Linked DNA regions of Zea mays: region 1 is linked to region 2. Evidence: chromatin contacts called from public Hi-C data. All regions are on one chromosome and are shown on one strand. The core of a region is the stretch at or near the end of the contact, and the rest is flanking DNA. Distances in the headings are between cores, read along the strand shown.

What was found. Hi-C and Micro-C count contacts between places; a contact is called where the count stands out from the background.
Region 1: a Hi-C map of leaf shows a contact between it and region 2, with 5 times the contacts expected there. The contact joins the promoter of LOC100101547 here to the enhancer-like site in region 2. A contact is called at or near these places in 4 of 25 Hi-C or Micro-C datasets (bundle sheath, ear, leaf and 1 more).

Annotation. Positions count from the first base shown.
Region 1 is chr1:216,438,923-216,445,430 of Zm-B73-REFERENCE-NAM-5.0, reverse strand. LOC100101547 (omega-6 fatty acid desaturase, chloroplastic) reads right to left here and starts at 4,158. Exons shown (of 10, transcript NM_001319699.1): 1 at 3,900-4,158; 2 at 3,708-3,759; 3 at 3,108-3,337; 4 at 2,889-3,032; 5 at 2,624-2,775; 6 at 1,618-1,740; 7 at 1,352-1,529; 8 at 300-418. The coding sequence starts at 3,956.
Region 2 is chr1:216,272,255-216,279,789 of Zm-B73-REFERENCE-NAM-5.0, reverse strand. No RefSeq gene overlaps it. Among protein-coding and RNA genes, the nearest start is that of LOC100281073, 15 kb to the right of the region's middle. Within about 2 kb of position 5,254, at least 17 of the 20 cell types and tissues checked have an H3K27ac peak or open chromatin away from gene starts, as enhancers often do. A contact at or near this core is called in bundle sheath, ear, leaf and 1 more, where this site is marked.

The DNA.
Region 1 (6,508 bases), core at 2,909-5,408, 170 kb before region 2:
ACTGGACAACACACAATTGAATAATTTTGTTAAATAAAACAGAGTTGATGGTCTACACGTTTTTTGGCACATCCTACCAAATATCATCTTAATTTTTGGTAAAGTATCTTAAATTTTGAAGGTGAGATGAAACAGCAAATTATGATCAGTGCCATTTCTGTTGGAAACAGTGTTGAACTTCAGTTACTTCCTGTGCAACAAAAATCATAATGGAAACTTTTTTAAGTCACTAACGTTGTTATCTCAGGCAGATAAACTTTGTTCTTAGCGTGAATGCAATGTATAATATCAAAACATACCATTGAGGATAGTTACAATGAACTGTGCCGTTTAATTGAGCTTGTGCAGCATTCCATTCTTCAGATGACTTGAATGGTATATGAGGAGCTGTGTGATGTACCATTGTAAAAGTGCTCATCTGAAGAGGATTATTTTTTAAAATAAATAAGTAGAATACACTTCCAGTATAAGCATTATGTAATGGAGATATTTTACAGTTCAAACACATATTAACGTCCTTTTAGCTATACATATTCTGTTCTGCCAAACCAGCTAAATGCAAGATATCGTACTAAGGTCTCATTTACCGCTGGGATTAAATGAATCCAACTTATGTTCTCATAAACTTTTCAATAAGAGTTTCCAAAATGTTATGAAATGAGCTGCTGGCAAATTCATGTGGGCAGGAACCAGTCTGTTGTTAATTTCTGAAAATAGTAAAGAAGCTCTAATAATAATATAAAAATAAAGTACATATACTATATTGGATGATAGCATTTCGATCTGAATATCACAAGGAAATGCAATGGCTACTAGAGTATACCCATTTGTCTTTAAACCTCCACAAAATATTTGATGGAAGGTTGTGCAAACGGACACCTCTTTCTAGAGGATTTGATCGACTCCACGGGTCAGTAGTTTACAGAGGTTAAGCATGTATTAATAAATTAAAATGATCTACTTAAATTTATTAAAAAAGTATAATGGAGTCAGAACATGACAAAAAAAATGTCATGGTCTTTGACACCATGTAGATTTCAATAGATGAATGTAACAGGAAATAAGAAATGTTAAATATTATAAACACTTAAATAGAGTAAGAGCATGATAGTAATAATAACTATCATGTACTTAGAGTCTTAGACACTATGTGCATTTCAATAATGGGCAGGGCAGATCCAGTGCTAGAGGCTCCCACATGAATGGGGTCTAGGAAAGCCTTCCTCCACAAATGTGGAGAGGCTGCTTTGAATCCGTGACCTGGTGACTCGGTGAGACAGCTCCCACCAGTGCACTAGGCCTGCCCTTCATGTGCACTTCAACAATGATGGTAGAAAATAAGAAATGTTACCCAAAAATGATAAACCATCCATGGCATGAACCAGAACTTAAACCATCCAGCTAGTCCTGATTTGAGAATGATCAAGGGCCATCCAATCGCCATGAATGCAAACACACATGCTAAGCTTATCTTAACCCTTGGAACTTCATTTGGTCTGAATTTTTTTAGATCAAAGTGCCAAATCAACCTGACCAACAGGTGATCAATAGTTAGCAGAAATACTATATCATGGAGTAATTCATCCTGCAATACAGAATTGGTTGAAAAAGAAATACCAGTGAGCAATAGACATCCATGGCCTGATAGGGCCATAGCCAAAAATAATTGCCTTCCTTAGAAAAGGTGATGATTCAATTTCCTTTTGCCAAACAGGTTGCCATGCAGTATCTTCTATCAACCTGGACATTGCACAAATGGTAAATGTTCCAAATGCATATTAGGACATGGTTGGCATTTGAAAGTATTCAAGGCCTTTCAGGTTATGACTTCATCTATATTGAAAGTTTATACAAATACCCAAAGTGATTGTTTTGATCCTTTCATTTTGGAGAAATTGGAATCTACTTAATGGAGTAGGTTATACGCCTTGGAATTTGACATTTCAAAACTTTCTAAAGTTCAGATATAAGCCTATCTTAAATTCATAGGGTAGGAGAAAGGAGATGAACACTGATTCTATAGTCGTCTCACCCCCTTACCATAGAAATGCAATATATAAAGACATAACTATCTCCCTCATATGGTCAATAATAATATACAGATATATTCCGCATACAATCATATTAGCTTATTTGATCTATGTCTAAATTACAATTATTAGAATGAATTTTAATTCAAAGGATCCAAATGGGGCACAAAAAATTTATAAAGTTATACTATGATTAAAGAACATGCAGTATATCTGTTATCTGTGCTCAGTGAATATTAGAAAGCAAGTATAAGTATTACATATGCTAAATCAGAAATGTAAATTTTAACTATTATGTTGCTCAGCTGTCATTCCCTAGAATTAGCTGAATCGAAAGCAATATAAAATATTCAGTGGAAGTTTGAAAACTGAAAAACAAAGTTAAATCCATGTCAAGGACAGTACTAAAACTAGAACAGACAAGAAGATGCCGTGTGAATAAGTGCACAATGGGGTAAATTCTCATTGCAATGCAATGCATGAAAGCAAAACTTCTGGAAGAGTAGTAGAAATTAATACTACTTGGGCCTCGAAGTGCATTTTTGGAGTCTAAAAAACATTAGAGGTTGATGCACAAGGAGTTATGTACATACATGTTTGTCTTGGCATGATGTCGGTCATGCTTAAATCTCCACGGTTCATAAGGATATATCAATGGCATGAAAGCCAAGGTTCCAACAACATCTTCAACCAACTTATTCCTTGAAAATGATTTGTGAGCACAATCATGACCTATCACAAAAAACTTTACAAAAAAATGATATAGAGTGTGAATGAAGCTACAGTGCTACACAGATAAAAACATGAGCCCGTGCAGGCAAATCCACAAGAGTTTATAGAACAAGGGACAGAGCTAACCCCAGTCACTGCTGTGCCTGTCCAAGCCCAAGCCAAGGGAAGAAGATACCATGGAGACTTAGCAATGAAATATAAACCCAGCGCATAAGAAGTAACTGATATCAAAACTGATGTCCAAGCCTTCACATCATTGATTTCAAATACCTATCAATAGAAAAAATTACGTTAGAATTTGTGACATTGGAACACCAAAAGCAAACTGGTGTTGACGGTTGCCACCTCTTTAGGTAAAGTATCCATGACATCTTTAAGAGTAATATCATCTGGTAGTTCATCTCCAATTTGTGTGAACCCATACTCTTCAGCCATTTGTTTCTTTTTCCCCTCACCATCTAATAGTGGTGGAGTAACTGGAAGTACTGCTGCTTGCAAGCCTCCTATATGCTTCAATGGTAAGAATTGGTGGTAGCTTCTATTATATATAATATCTCTCTTCACAAAAAAGTTACCTGACAAAGACAAAAATGTCATATCAGCATAGTGAGATATGTTAGATAAAAACGAAGCTAATAGTGAATTCACATTAGGATAAACTTTGATGACCTAGTTAGCGTTCTCTATGGTATAATTTATCAGCCTGCAAAATTTAACATCTTTCTTGTCTTAACACAATACCTGGTCAGGATGGAAATAACATAACAATTTTAAGAATTTACATAAGCGAGGACTATAGAATTTTGAGAATAAAAACCAGCAGGCTACAAGCATCCAGTTCTGCACCACTCAAAGGCCTGCATTCTGACAAAAAACCACTAATCCAGTCCACCATACTACAGGACCCACGAACCAGTCCTAACAGTTACGCGAGCAGAAGCGTACCAGCCGGAGCACCAGCGGCTGTTCTCCGAGGCAGAAATCTCTTGGCCGGCACCTGAACGTCAACAACCAAAGCCAGGTAAGCGCATCGGAAGAGTTAGAGCGAGCACGTATCGGGCTTTGCAGAGCCGCGGAGGCCAAAGCACGCATTCTGAACAATTAACATATATGCGAGACAGCGGAGCGTCCTCCTACCCGAAAGGAGGGCAGCTGGAGCACGGAGCCAGCGGATACGCCGCTCGCCGTCGACATCCCCTCTCGTGGCGGCGACTGGCTGGCGAGAGCTGCGGACACAGGTTTGGATGGACTGGGTGCAGGGGGCTTTTGGCTGAGAGGGTGGGCAGGCGCCGCGGGCCGCTGAGATGGGACCGGACCGATCGGCTCGGTCCAGCTGCCCGGCGGGTCTGCCGCCACCGCCACTGGGGGTGGGGGGGCGGGTCATGAACTTGTGGACAGGATCCGCCGCGCCGCGCAGCTGCTGCGAGGAAAGGAAAAGGATGGTGCGACGTTGCCTGGTTCGGTTGGTGGGTCCCGAAGGTCAGCATTGACGACGTCGTCGGTATTTTTTAATTTGTAATAACTTTTATTAAACTACACGTGAGTCATGTCATGTTTTTTAGCCTCTTCGATTGCGAAGGATCAAAGTAGATTAAGGGCCTCTTCGTTTCGCATAGAACGTAGGGGTGGAATAAATCTGGCTTTGATTACTTCAATAATTACTATAAATTTTAGAGATTTAGAATTAATTCTGATCTATTCCAGCAGAAATGAACGGGCCCTAAAGAAATTAAATCTCTTCTAATTCAATTTTGACTAAGAAAAGAGTTAATCTCCTTCAATCTCTTTTAAACCCATCAAGCTCTTACTTGTCTCCTAGGCCATCACTCCATCGAGATTAGGGTCAAATCTCGAGGCCTTTTAAAGATGTTTGGTTCCTCTAACTAAATTTTAGTGTCAAATCAAATATTTGAATATCAGTATTAAATGTATGATTAATTAGGTTTAGTGAACTCATCTCGTCTTTTAGTCTTTATTTGTGTAATTAGTTTTATAAATAGAATATATTTAATACTCATAATTATCATTCAAATATTTGATGTGTTTATTTAGATAGTTTTAGTTATAGAGTTAGTTGGGATGGAGCCGCTCCACCGAGAGATTTTGAGAAGTGGAATGATTTATCGTTTAAGCATAATTTTCTTTTTTAGAGCCACTTTATCATATATGGAACTAATCCAGGTAACAAACAAATTGAGAGCGAAGCAGCTCTGTCCCACCATACTCTGGAACCAACCAACACACTCCGTAAGGTCTAAGGTTGAAGGGCTCTGAGGCCTTTATCCTTTTAGCTCCCTGCTTAGCTAAGTTCAAAGAGCCCTACAAACATAGGTTAATAACTAGATCCTTTGGATATTTCTCGACATGTCCCTGAAGTAGAATGGTCATGTGTGGTATGGGCTCACTGTTACATGCATGTTTGATCATGATGTTCATATGCACTGGACTGATGAGATAAGGCTTTTGTCCATAATATTTAACTAGCTAGTTACCCATGCTTTACTACGATTTTTATATCATATAAATAGTTATTAAGATATTTATTCAAATATAATTATTGTTTATTTCTTAACACTAAAGTATGCGTGGTTTGTTGGTTATATCATATAAATAGGTATTAGAGACGAGAATGGTTTTCTTTCTGTATTGTGCGACAGTCATACAGAACTGTATCTCAGTAAGTGTTCATGGTTGTATGAGGATGACTTTGAGAAAACTTTTGAGAAATGCGACACTGAAACTTTGTAGGTACTATTTGTCTACTCTTCAGTTTCTGTGCTACGGACACATTATTTATTCCTTTCAATAAGACCTTATTTATTTTTGGTTAAATTAATTTGTGAGAACTCATTTAGTGTTCACTACAGGAATCCTGAAGATTCCCGTCGGTCGGATTAACTCCCGTCGGCCAGACGAAAAGCCGACGGGAGTTAGTTAACTCCCGTCGGCTACAGGTCAGCCGACGGGCCTTAACTTAACTCCCGTCGGCCCAGACACAGGCCGACGGGAATAAGATAACTCCTGTCGGCTCTGACAAAAGCCGACGGGGATTAGGTTATTCCCGTCGGCCTACGCTCTGGCCGACGGGAATTAAATGTTTATGAACCCGCGGGGAGCACCCCGCACGGGCTCATCTCTCTGTTTCTTCCTCTCTCTCAAAACCGCCGCCACCGCCGTGCCGCCCGTCCCCGCCGTCGTGTCGTCCCCGCCGCGCCCGTCCGCGCCGCCGCGCCCGCCCGCCCGTCCACCGCCGTCGTGCCCGCCCTCGCTCGTCCCCGTCGTGCCCACACCGCCGTCGGGCCTCCCATCACGCCCACAAACGCCGCTGCCGCCACAAGGGTCGTCGCCGCCCCAAACGTCTCCCAAAGCGTCGTCGCTGCCTCCTCGAGCGCCGCCGCCGCGCCCAAGCGCCGCCTCCGCCCCCGACCGCATCTCCGAAGCGACTACGACACCCACGTGAGTTAAAGATGTTAATGCATGGGATTGTGAATGTTAATTATGTGTGTACATGTTTATTTTCGTCGGTTTTTTATGGCCGACGGGAGTTAACTTTCATGTGATTAGTATTAATTTAATAACACATGTGATTAGAGTTAATTTAATATCACATGTGTGGCTACAAACCTGTATTTTCAAAAGCATCCGGAAGAAGCAGGCCCCTTGAATAAAAAGGAAGGGTCCTCAAAGATATATTTGACTGAGGATCAATATCGTGAGGTTAGTATTCAATTTGTTTTACTCTTTAT
Region 2 (7,535 bases), core at 4,005-6,504:
GCGAGAGGCTAGGCACATATATTGCGCGCGCAAGTAGGTAGGCGCATGTTTCAGTGTTAATTATTGCACTCCTTTTTCTCTCTCTCTCTCTCTCCTGGAATCTGGATAGGACGCATGCATTCCTGATCCTTCCTCGTTGTGTTGTTTGGAGTGCCAGACACGGTCTTCTACATCGTGACTCGTGAGGAAAGCACATGCATGGACCAGTGTCTGCATTTTGTGGCGGGGCGATCTCAAGTGGAAATCAATTTCCACTTTCGGTTGTGAAAATTATTTTTAGAAACATAAAATAGATTTAGTACCCTTATAACATGCTTAATGTCTAGTTTATAGTTTTGTTGTCCATACATATTACAACCAACTAAGCATAAATTGCTTGTTTGAGACACTAAACAAATCCAAATAGAAAAGTTGTCAACTACAAAGTTGAATAACTTTTGAATTTTTACACTTTTTCATCTTAGGTCTTTTGCAAAATTTGCATTTTAAAAATAAAAAATTTAGATGCAATTTTTGAGACCGTGCACGAATTCAAATAAAAAAGTTGACAACTACAAAGTTTTATAACTTTTAGAGATCTACAACATTTATTTTGGTGGTTTTGTCATACCAAGTCATTTGAAAAACTCAAAAAATTAAGGATAGAAATGATTTTCTAGTGTCTTTCCTTAAGAGAACCGCCACTAATGATGATTTTCTTAAGTAACCGTCACTAAAAATAACATAGGTGGTTGATAATCAAAACCGTCTGTAAAAATATACCGTACCACAAGATTTGAATCTTTTTCTACTAGCGTCTTTCAGTGGGCATTTTGTGCGTTGCTTTTGGCCTTTTGGAGCTTCCAGTGGAAGCCACCAAATAAATGGAGACGACCATACACGTTATGTTCGAACGATATCTTGGTTTGGTTGTGTAGAGTGGTAGAACGTTCTTGACATTTTCGAGCCAGCTATCAGGTAGAGTGAGCCAGAAACTATCGCACCAAACATTCGGCATCATTGAAGGCCGTGTTTTCTTTCGAAAAGCATTAGCATTAGACTAACTGCAACGCAGGCCTCTACGCAGCACCCTCCCCTTGCATGCCGCCGGTAGGGGGCACTCCACGGCCGTAGCGGTGCCCCCTACAGCGCCCTTACGCACTGGCCCCCTTCTCTCTCCCCCCAGATCTAGAAAAGGAGTAACTGTTCATCACCCTAAACACTGTGCTGTGGGTCCACGAGTAATTGTTAGTAGATAAAAAATTGATAGTTGATATAGAAAATGATATTTTATAGTTGTAGTGGGGTATAGAGGAGTATTTAGGGGGAACCGCTGCGGGAGATGAAAAAATAGGGAAACAATAGGGGGAAAGTGATATAGGGAGAAAAAATTAGAGATAACGGTTGCGGATAGCCAAGTAAAGAATTTAGTGGGTATTCACTTGCCCAACTGGCGTAGGGCAAAAGGAGCAACATGGAGACGTGGACGCTTGCAATGTATATATACATTCTTGCTATTCTTTTTCTATTGAGCAACTTCAATAGTTCTTTATAAAAAAACATCTAAACTTATGTTCAGCAAGTTACTAAATAACTATTAAGAATAAAAAACAGTTTGGTCCCGTTGGACCTGGTTAGCAACGGAGTCGAGGGAAGAGGACATCAGGGGCAGAGTAGAAGACTGGTCGGTGCGACCAGTGGGAAAGCGACGATCAATGTAACACCCTGTCCAATCCCTGGACCAGCGATACTACTCCTGACAGCTCTCTACAATCATATATTGTCCCCATGACCAACACGAGTCTTTTGTGCGCACTTTGTCCGCACTCATGCGCACCCGAGAAAACTTCCAAGTCGATCACTCATCCCAAATTGCTCCAAGCCAAGCACGCTTAACTTGGAGGTTCTTTCGAGATAGGCTTCCGAAAAAAAGATGCACCTTGTTGGTATGGATACTCTATTAATTCTATTAAGCATTGGGTTAGAAAATCACCATCCTAGGGGCCAGGATATCATAATCCACCCCCTTAGAAAACCGACGTCTTCGTCGGTCAACCCCTCTTAGCCACGTCTGTGTGTCTAGTGTCGTCATATGTCATGCCATGTGACCACTCTGGGCCCACATGTGTCATGTGCTATATACCCGAACCCCTAACCCACACACGCCTGTGAATCCGCGAGGGTCGGCTCTGATACCACTTGTAACACCTCGTCCAATCCATGGACCAGTGGTACTACTCCTAGTAGCTCTCTAGAATCATATATTGTCCCCACAGACCAACACGAGTCTTTTGTGCGCACTTTGTGCTCACTCATGTGCACCCGAGAAAACTTCTCAGTCGGTCATCCATCCCAAACTGCTCCAAGCCAAGCACACTTAACTTGGAGGTTTTTTCGAGATAAGCTTCCGAAAAAGAAGATGCACCTTGTTGGTATGGATACTCTATTAATTATATTAAGCCTTAGGCCAAGAAATCATCATCCCAGGGGTCGGCCAGGATATCACAATCCAGCGCAAAGGAGAAGATTATGTCACGCGCGTCGGACCTGGATGCCTTGATGCACTGAAGAGGACGAAAAAAAGAGCGCGCCGAATCAGGCTACCTCGCTGCACGAGGATATGGAAAATGAACACGCGTTGAAGAAATCGACGCCAACCGTGTATAGATTGCCTATCGAGTTGTCAAATCTATAGAGCAATTGAGGTTGTATAGAAAGTACTAAATTTAGCAAGTCTATTTGGAAAACTATTGGAGAAGGATTTTTCTTTTCACTTCTTAAATTTAAGATTTTGGAATTTGTTTAGAGAACCATTTGAGTTGCTCTAAGGTCTTATTTGGTTAGAAGGGGAATAGGAGAGAAATTATTTTGTTTTTCTCTAAATCCCCTCTAATACTCTTGGATCCCTTTCTAACCAAACAAACCCTAAAACTAACTTCTATTCTCGATGATTAGTATCATTAGATGAATCGTTAAATATGTTTTCATAATAGATTTATTCAAAAATATAATTATTGCTAACATTGTTTTATACATTTGATTAAAATTTTAAAAATGAACACATATTCTATATTCTATAGCGGCATTTTTTTTATGATGGAATGTGTGTTGATTTCGTACTAAGCGTACATGCCTTCCAGTTTGATGTTGTGCAGCTAAACTCGCACCCCTTCTAATTGTGGACACTTGGACACTCGACATGTTCATGCCAGACTTTTATGTGTTTGCATCAATTTGTTTAGCTTTAATCTATACCGATTTATACTGCTTATACAGTGTTTATCTCTATGGATTGCACCTGCAGCAGTCCGAACAGCTAGATGTCTATTGTGCAAGAGAAATTTTAGATTAAACAACTTGCACTTTATAAGTTGTACCAGTACAATGTTGGTATGCTGCGACAGCACACTACCATATTTGATATCTATAAAATTAATTTTTATTAAAATAAAAATATGATCCTCATATCAGTTATTTAACTGATAAAGAATATTACACTTTATCTTAGTTAAAAGGACGGAAAAGATATGAGTTGAAAAAGAGTTTGACTTTTTTTTATAGCTCGTTTGGTCGATCGTCCCCTTCAGCTATCGAGGTGGTACTATATGACAGTGTTACGTTACGTGTGGCTTCCTATCATGTTGAGCTTAAATGATTTCTCATGACTCATCTATTGTGTATCAACTTATTGATGCCTATTGTTAAACGTGAAGTGGGAGAGAGCAACAAACCTACGAGTTTTCGCACATGACGCATGACCCACACCACAAGAAACTGGTGTTTTAAAGGTGTTGAGAAGTTTTTTTTGTGCGGACAAATTTTAGGCTACAATTAGTCTGTTCTACGTTAAAACACGTATAAGATCCGGCTTCCAATGATCCAATCATAAGAAGATCACGAGGGTTTTTTTTTTGCATCATTAGGAAACTGAAATTTCGCCATCCTACCAACTTCCCGGATCAAGCTGGCCGTGCTATCCAAACTACGGGTGATCTATCATTATCAGCAACATACTAACATGTCGGTACGCTATTGGTGAAGTTCTTATCTTGCCGACCTAGGTGAGGCGATGTTAGTTTTGCCGTCCTCGCGTGTTCTTTCGTGTGACCCTGTTCAGTGCACGCTGGCTAGCGTGCAGAAGAGTGAGCACCTACCAACATGCCACCATGTCATATTTCTGCTGCAAATCTCTCAGCCAGCTACTCTTAATTAATACTAATACCATTTCCAAAGAAAATGTAGTTCTGGATACGACCAAAATCAAAGTATTTTAAGGCTCACTAAATTTTATAGAAAAAAAATTATCAATGCGTATGACTTCAAAATAAATATCGAAGATAAATTCTAATGATACTTATTTAGTTAGTATTAACAAAATATTGATAACTTTTTATTTTAATTTTCTCAAAATTTAAACCGTTTGACTTAGTACGATTATAATTTTTTTTGAGATATTGCTGCGGTTATTTTACAAACTGTTTGTTTCAGTTTTTTTTTAGTTTCTGTCCACTAGAAACTACTGCAGACTCTCAAATGTTCATCTTTTCAACCCGGTTCTATGGAAATCACTTTAGTCAAAACCATTTTAAACCGACGTAAACACGGAATCGGGTGAGTTGTTGCGATAATAGGAAACCGTCACTTTCAACATTCTAAACCATATGAACTCTTTTATCTATTCTACACGTAATCTTCACGATACCCAAATTTTCTTCGCAGCCAAATTTTTAGAAAAGCTCGTTATAAAAAAAACCGAACCAAACAGACCCAATATTCTCTATATATTGCGCTTGCGCTTTTGTGCAGCGCAGGTACGGTGAGGTGACACGATGACAGCACGCTTAGTGCTGCTGTCCCTCCTTGTTTCGCCTTTGCTGAAAAGCGTGATGGCCACAGTGGCGAGGCAGCAGCAACCATCAGCCACCAAACCTATATATACACACAAAAGAAAGCTCAGAAAGCGTCGTTTCAGAGGACAGGGCGCTGAATTCCGCCCGTGTGCCGCCATCGCTTTCACAGAGCGAGCTTTAAATTTTTGCCGTTGTCTGCTGTTGTGTCGCCACCGCCCCGTGTCTTGTAGAAAGGGTTGAGAAGGCAGGCAGCTTGTGGCATCGGCGCCTCGGCGGCGGTTGTAAAATGCGTCCATTTGAGCCGTTTTTCGCGTGGGAGGATCCGCGAGCGCGAAAAGGATTTGTGCCAGGCAGAAGTGCTCCCATGGCCCTGTGCGCAGGCTTCGGTGGGCTTCTGGGTCTTGCGATGCCGAAGTTGGGCCAGGACAGGACGGCCCCTGCAGGCCTGCCTTGCCAGATAGTCTGGCAGGCCGGGTTAATAGATGGAGCTGGCTGCCGCAGGTCGAGAGGTCACGGCCCACATTTCAGAAGCAACATGGGCTGTCAAACCTGCTTCCCGCGGCGCTTATGGGCTTACGTACCTTGTGCGAATTTTGTGTCTCTTCTTTTTTCACGTACCATGTACGTCTCTAGTGGAACATCGGATACCCGTAAGGCTCAGTAGTCGCCACTCGCCAACTACTAGTCAGGACCGGGCTAGCATAATTCAAGGTTCTGTATCGATTTTTTTTTCTTTGTTAAGAATAGATGGTATAGATTAATCTCATTTATTAACCGTGATTGAATTATTAATGTAGAAAATGGTTTAATAACGGTAACGAATGATCTTAATGTTTGGATGTTATGCCAGCATGTGCTAGCTGCACTTCGCCATATAGCCAAAATGAGTTGTATGACAGATTGATACTCGGTTGTTACGACAAACACCATGTTTTATTCTTGTCGAGCTGGCTTAGCTAGACCTTCTAATCATTACTAAAAATTTGTATTGATTAAACTATCGCTAACTATTATTTTAGGGGCCCTTGGAGGGAGGGGGCCCTGTTCTTGTGCACCGGTCGCACATGCCCCCGCCCGGGCGTGCTACTAGTCGACATAGAAGACACCAGATATGTGTGGTGGCGCATCGGTGGTGCACCAAATAGGTCTGGCGCCACTTAGAAAATTCCGCCACCTTTCCAATTGTTAAGTAACCCTAGTTAGGGTTATGTGGGCAAATATCTGCTTTTGCCTCTGAGGGGTCTCACATCTCTATATAAGGAACATGTACACCCCCTCATAATACAGAGATCAGAAAGAGGCCAGAGGCCCAACCCTATATCATGTGTCTCGTGTGTTTTCTCTGTCGTGCTTATGGGAAGGGAGACGGGTCCTCTACAGCTTCTTGCGTCTCTACTGCTGACGGGAGGGAAGGGAGCGGATCTGGTGATCCGTGGTAACGTAGTTCTCAATACGTTATCAGCACGCTCTACCTCAACGTTGCTACGGGATCAGATCAGCATCAACTCTTCGCCAAGCCGGCAGGTCCTCCGGCCTAGCCGAACTGTCCTACGCGACAGGTTTCGATTCCTCTACGTAATCGAGCGGTATGAGATTGACTATATTGTTCTTAAAATGTTCATCGGAAGAATCTGGTCGCCACTCCGGTTTTCCCCGTAGGGGCACATGGTACAGCCACCATCCTATATCTCTGTGAGATCAGATATGCTTCTCTGCTGTTTCCTCCGCGTCGCGCTGGAGTTTGTGCACACGCTGGAGGCGCACCCACATCGGCAGCCTGCAGCCGCGCCGCGCCAGAAGTCGCGCCGCGCTAAGGTCACACCCGTACCGGAGAAGCTTGCCAGCTCGTGGCCACGGTGGAGTCTGCGCGTCCGCGAGAGAAAGCGATCAGCAAACCGTGGTCTGGCATAGAGCTCGAGCTGCGACTCGCTCACCTGAGCCCAGGCGGCAGCCGCCAGCAAATCCGTTGCTCGTTGCTTGCGTGCGTGACGGCTCTGCTTGCTCCTCCATATTCTAAGGCGATGTGAGGGCACGATCCTGCTATGTGGTCATTCAAGTGATTTGACACGGTCAAATGCAGCGCATGCACCGTCTTGGAAGTGGCTTGCATGTCCATTCCATGGTTCAGTTACTTGGAGATCTCGTATTGACTCTTTCCTCCCGCGCATAGTACAAGGATAAGCATGCAGTCATCTGCTTGCATGTTGCAGCCATATGTGAAGTGCGGATGAGAAAAAAAAACGAAATGAAAATTCTTTAAGTGCATGCAGCTACAGTAATAAAGATAAAATGTGCATGCTACCTTGTCAACGGATCTCGCTGATCCGGTTATCTCGGGAGTGAGATTTTTCTTTTACAGTTTTTTCCTATATTTTTTGCTGAATTAATAAACTTTGGTACAATATTAAAATATGTGCATGCTTTATATTATTTATTCAATTTAATTGCACATAGCAAATTGAATAAAGCATATTTTATGTTGTGATTTCTATTTAAAATAATTATTTCCTGCCACAAATAATTAATTAGAAAAACATATGCTTAAATATGGATAAACATATTTTACATCAGATCTGATGTGTTATGTTCATGCATTAATTCTGTTTTTTCTGCTTTTATTTCTCATAGTAAATAATTAGTAGAAAATTATTAAAATGCATGTGAAGGACACACTACGTTTTTTTTCATATCGCTCTAAATATTTAT